Linked DNA regions of Mus musculus: region 1 is linked to region 2. The links are chromatin contacts, called in public HiChIP or PLAC-seq maps. All regions are on one chromosome and are shown on one strand. The core of a region is the stretch at or near the end of the contact, and the rest is flanking DNA. Distances in the headings are between cores, read along the strand shown.

Evidence for each region. HiChIP or PLAC-seq counts read pairs in DNA pulled down with a chosen protein or histone mark.
Region 1: a contact with region 2 is called in an H3K27ac HiChIP or PLAC-seq map of microglia, with 5 times the contacts expected there. The contact joins two enhancer-like sites. A contact is called at or near these places in 3 of 39 promoter capture datasets (hippocampal neurons, liver and pre-B cells), 1 of 484 Hi-C or Micro-C datasets (the C2C12 cell line), 2 of 115 datasets of contacts at active chromatin or transcription factors (microglia and pancreatic cancer cells) and 1 of 9 other capture datasets (macrophages).

The regions. Positions count from the first base shown.
Region 1 is chr17:27,641,340-27,644,309 of GRCm38.p6, forward strand. No RefSeq gene overlaps it. Among named protein-coding and RNA genes, the nearest start is that of Rps10, 7.6 kb to the left of the region's middle. Within about 2 kb of position 1,277, at least 103 of the 459 cell types and tissues checked have an H3K27ac peak or open chromatin away from gene starts, as enhancers often do. A contact at or near this core is called in macrophages and microglia, where this site is marked.
Region 2 is chr17:27,172,523-27,175,433 of GRCm38.p6, forward strand. No RefSeq gene overlaps it. Among named protein-coding and RNA genes, the nearest start is that of Ip6k3, 6.2 kb to the left of the region's middle. Within about 2 kb of position 1,314, at least 42 of the 459 cell types and tissues checked have an H3K27ac peak or open chromatin away from gene starts, as enhancers often do. A contact at or near this core is called in macrophages and microglia, where this site is marked.

The DNA.
Region 1 (2,970 bases), core at 27-2,526, 470 kb after region 2:
AACATACTGTTCAGTGATGGGGGCTTCCTTCTAGCCCAGTAGAAGCTTCCAGACAGAAGCAAAAACAGGAGCTGTGAGCCTCATGTCAGAGCAAGCAGGAGCTGTGAGCCTCATGTTGGAGCAAGTCTGGAGACCCTCTGGGACTCAAGAGGAGGAACACAGATTGTATTCTGATGAACAGAGTGGTAGGGAGCACTGCCATTCTTGAAGATTCCAGATCAGGCTGGTGAAATGGAGAGTGGTGGAGCCTCCTGCCATACTGGGTGGGGGTAGCTTGGACACATGGTGAGGGACAAGAACACACACACACATATACATATACACACATACACACATATAGACATACAAATACACACACACACATATACATATACACACATACACACATATAGACATACAAATACACACACATACACACAAATACACACATATACATACATGCACATATATACACACACATACATACATATACACACAACACATGCATATACATACACATATACACACATACACATGCATGTACACACATACACACATATACACACATACACACATATACATACACACACAAATATACATACATGCACATATATACACACATACACACATATACATACACACACAAATACAAATACAGCCGGGCGTGGTGGTGCACGCCTTTAATCCCAGCACTTGGGAGGCAGAGGCAGGTGAATTTCTGAGTTCTAGGCCAGCCTGGTCTACAGAGAGTTCCAGGACAGCCAGGGCTACACAGAGAAACCCTGTCTCAAAAAACCAAAAAAAAAAAAAAGAAAAAACCCCACATACATGCACATATATACACACATACACACATACATAAGTAACACATATATACATCTACACACATATACACACATACACACATACCTATACATACACACATATACATATACACACATACATACATTTACACATACATACATACATATACACAAATAAACACATACCTGTGGGTGGAGTGTGGGAATAAAAAAGAAAAAAAAAATAAACACATACCTATACATGCACACACACATACACATATACACACATACACACACTCATTTACAATATATTACTTTTAAAAAAAAGATTCCAGTCTAGGCTTGTCCAATCCAGAGCCCATGCAAGTGCCATCTGCATGGTTCAGGACACTTGGCAGTGATGTCACCAAAGGGTGGGGAGGAGGAGTCCCATTGTCCCAGTCCTACCCAGGCAGGCAGTTGCTCGGTGGATCCTAGGGGCCCCAGCACAGGCAGCCAGGGCAGTGGCAAGGAACTAGCTCTCCTCTGCCTCCCACCCCCCTTGCTGTCAGGCCTCCCTGGGCTGGCAGGACATATGGCCCTGCCAGGGGAAGTCAAGCTGGGAGCTTTGCCAGTGAGGGCCAGATGGAGCATCAAGAAATCACAAATCAGCTCACGGACAGCACCATAAATAATCCGCGTGGGTGGCCGCAGCCCTGAAGACGCGTTTCACAGCCCCGGAGTGCTGGAGGCTGGCTCTCTCTGTCTTTGACCTGGAAACTCTCATCTCTCTAACATAACAGCTCCCCGCTACTCACAGAACACGAGCTGAGGGCAGATGAAGTGGGAGACGGACATGTCAGCTCACTTTAAAGGATCTGGGGATGTGGCTCGTCTGGTGGGGTGTTATGAGGCTTCTGTTGGAGGCCCCCAGAACCACAGAGCCCTATACACTTAGCATGGTGGCTCACACCTGTACCCCAGCATTTGGGTAAGATGGGGAGGGGGATCAGGAATTCTACATCTTTTTTGGCAATATATCACATTTAAAACAAACAAATAACAACAACAATAATGTAAACAACCCCCAAAGTGGTTCTTCTTCCCCACCTCGCTGTGCCCAGGGCATAGCTGTGGGGGACTAAGCCCAGCTGCCCCCTGAAGCCTTGTCACTGGATGGATAGAGAGCAGTGCGCTCTCCTTTCCTTCCTCAACTCCTCCCCCTCCCCCCCCAGCGGCAAAGCCAGCCAGGCTGTTGCCATATGGCTGCTCCACTTCCCCAGTGAAGAAGAAGAAGCTGTGTCTAAACCAGGAACGGGCTCTGAGCCTCTCCCAGATGTCTTCTGTGCCTCGTTTTATCACATCAAGGTGAAGATTAAACGGCTTTGTTTTTTTTATTTGTTTGTTTGTTTGTTTGTTTGTTTATTGAGGCAGTGTTTCAGTAGCCCTGTGTAGCCCTGGTTGGTCTGGAACTCACTCTGTAGTCTAGGTTAACTTCCAACTCCAAAAGACATTTCTTCCTCTGCCTGCCAATGCTTGAACTTACTTTGAAGACCAGGCTGACCCCAAACTCACAGAAATCTGCCTGCCTCTGCCTCCAGAGTGCTGGGATCAAGGGCGTGGGGCACTATTGCCCCTCCCCCCCCCCCCCCCCCGTTTTGAGATAGAGTCTCACTCTGTAGGTCATGCTAGCCTGAAACTCACACTATTGCCCAGGCTGTCCCTTCTCGAAGAACTCATCACACTTCTGCCTCAGCTTCCCAAGTACTAGGGCGATGGGCCCACTTCACTATGCCTGACCCTGCCTCTGGTCAGGTCCCACATGCGTCCTGGTCCCTCAGTAAGAAGGGGATTTCTGCCCCTGCGCTCACAGAGGGGAGGAGCCTCACATGAAGCCGCCTGGGAGGTATGAAGAAGCCTCTGGGAGCTTCAGAGCGCTGAGCCACCCTCCCTTCCGTGTTCATCTCCAATGACATCATTTCATTACGTTGCCCTGAACTCGGAATGTCTTCAAGCTGACCCTCAACCTGCAGCTAGAGTCTGGTGTGGTGGCACAGCCTCCATCTTAGAATTTGGGAGGCTGAGGCAGGAGGATTTTGAGTTCCAGGCCAGGGAGGGCTACACCCTAAGGCTCTGTCTCAAAACGAAATAAAACACGTGTGTGCACACGCGTGTGCACATACACACACATGCATGCACACATAGATGCACACAAGCACACACATGC
Region 2 (2,911 bases), core at 64-2,563:
CCCAACACACCGCATGCGGCTGCAGAGGAAACTGGGTCTTGCCAGTAATAGCAGGTGACAATTTGCTTCTCTAAACTCACAACTAGGGTAAAGGACCTCTGACTGAGGGCGACACAGAACACCTGGGTCTGTGATCTTGAAGCTGAGACAGCTCTCAAGAGAGCTCTCTGTAGATCTTTAACCCAGGGAAGAGTCAGCAATCGTCCCCAAGGACGTAACAGCTGGCCACATTGCCATGTTGTCCCTTGGCTCTTAAGCGTCCCATGAGGAGTATTTGTGAGTCTTCTGTGGTGGCCAAAAGCCAAGAGCATCTGTCGCTAATTTTCCTTCGGTGGGTTGTGGGGCTTAAGCCATCTTCATCTCTTTGCCTAAGCCTTAAGTCCCAGTGATAAACCGAGGCAGGAATCTGCTAGTTTACCCTGGTGGACCAGTGACTGGGCTTTCTGACAGAGTGTAGTTGAAGGTTACAGGCTGTGGGTGCTCCTCCACAAACATCTGGGAGGCTTTTACCCAGCAGGCATGAGGGCTGTCTCATAGAGCCCCTCCCCTAGGCTCCCTGAGACTTTACAACTGGGGGTAGGAATCCACTGTGCACCCAGGTGTAGGTCCCCACCTGCCACGAGGGCTGTTAACAGCCCTCAGGCCCTGCTTGATTAACAAGGGAGCACAGGTGAACTCCCCAAGATGGCGGTTGCTCAGCTCCCAACACCATCCGAGGCAGAGGCCAGCCAGCCCCAGAACCTAGCCTCAGCAGGCGGCTAATCTCTGAGAACTTTTTTCTTTTTCTCCTTTCTCTCCATGTGTTTAAGTTTGTGCTTGTGTGGGGGATGGGGGGGGATGCGTGTGTGTGTGTGTGTGTGTGTGTGTGTGTGTGTGTGGTGTATGCATGTGGGTGAGTGTGGAGGGAAGGCCAGAGGACAAACACAGGGGCTCTTCTTCCTCAGGTGCCACCAACACTGTGTTTTGAGACAGGATCTCTCCATAGCCTGGTCATCTCTAAGTAGGCTAGGCTGCCTGAGCAGTGGGCCCCGGGGATCTTGCTTGGCTCCACCTCTCCAGAGTTGGGATTACAAGTGTGTGCCACCACACCCGGCTTTTGTTTTTTTGTTTTTTGTTTTTTTTTTTAACCTGAGGCTTGGTATTGAACTTGGGTCATCATCTTTGAGTACAGTACCAGCTGGTGGATCTTGCCAGTCTCTTCCCCACACAGCTTGGGTTTGTGGAACTCCAGGAGCCATAGTTTCCTGAGCCTCAGGCTGGGCCTCCTGAGTGCTGAGATTCACCACCACTTTGGGCTCTTTTTGGTTCCTCTTTCCAGAGTCCAGGGCTGCCCCAAAGGCTGCCATCCTTTGGGCCATACAGGAAGTAGGGGGCCCTGCCCCAGGGTGTCTTCCCGCCTTGATTTTTTTTTTTTAAATAGCGTTGTTGGCTAACAGCCTGAGCTAGCTCTGCAGAGAGAAAGTCCCAGAATATCAGAGCTGCAGGGCCATGGAGCCACCTGCTCTGGTCCTTTCATTTCACAGGGGAGGAGAGACAAAGCAACGCTGCTGGAAGATGAAAGGACACTCTGGGCTTCTTGGTGGCCAGAAGAAGAATTGAACTAGTCCCAAGTTCCACCCACGGCCAGCCTCTTACTGCCTGGTGGGTTAGACTGTGTGTGCAGACTCTCCGGGTACAAATCCCTGGCTCTGACCTTCACTGACCGCGAGACCCACCACAGGCAGGCACCTCACTCTCACCAAGCCCCAGTTTCTGATCTGCAAAGCAGGGATGGTTTTTCTTAGCAATACTGTGCCATGCCAACTCAAGGAGAGAACATTTGGTGCCGGCTGACATGGGCCCCCCACATGGTGCAGGCTGACAGGGGATCCCCACACTTGACCTATTTTTTACTGTGACCAGAAAGTGTTGATCCGGGCCTTATGGGAGTCGGAAGCAGTGGAAATATGGCGGTCACACATTCCAACCCTGTATTCAGTCCGTGAATGGTACATTTGGTCACAGTACATAATTGAAGCTAGGGTTATCTCTCAAATTCAAGACATATGAGGAGCTGTGGGACAGGCTGTGGGGATGGGGTGCAGGCTTCCCAGGAGCTGCAGCATATAGGCAGCAGGGCCTTGCAGTTTGCATAGGAGTCCCCAGACAAGGAGTGAAGCGAGCCAGCACTTGGGAGGCAGAGGCAGGCAGATCTGATTCAGAGCCAGCCTGGTCTACAGAGTGAGTTCTAGGATAGCCAGGGGTACACAGAGAGACCCTATCTTGAAAAACCAAACCAGACCAGAAGTGAGTGAGTGTGGGGATGTAGCTCAGCTTCCATGAACAAAACACTGAGATCAGTTCTTGGCACCAACAAACTGGCAAAAAGACTCCCAGCTTGACCACACAGCCCCTGCCTCCAATATGTGTATAGGGCTGGCAGGACGGCTCAGGAGATAAAGGCACTTGCCTTCAAGCCTCATATCCTAGGTTTAGCTTCCAAGTGCCACGTGGAAGAAGACCAGAATCCCGAAAGCCAACCTCTGACCTCTTTGCATTGCAGCATGCACAGCATATATGCAGTGTGTGTGTGTGTGTGTGTGTGTGTGTGTGTGTGAGAGAGAGAGAGAGAGAGAGAGAGAGGAGAATCAAGTAGGGGGAACAACAGCAAGACAGTCAGCACCCATAAAGCCAGAGAGACCTAGAAGAGCAAGATATTTCTGGAAGACTACGGGGTGGCTGCTGAGTGTGTGGGATCCCTTCTTCCTCCCTCCTGGGGTGCCCACATATAAGTGGTAAAGTCAGGACCACAGTTTTTTGAGAACAACACGATACAGTTCCCACAGTCGGCTCATTAGACAGATGAGGAGACCCAGGGGGACCCCCAGAGGTTCCCAGCCAGGCAGTGTTCACCCCTATCTGCCCACCCTCA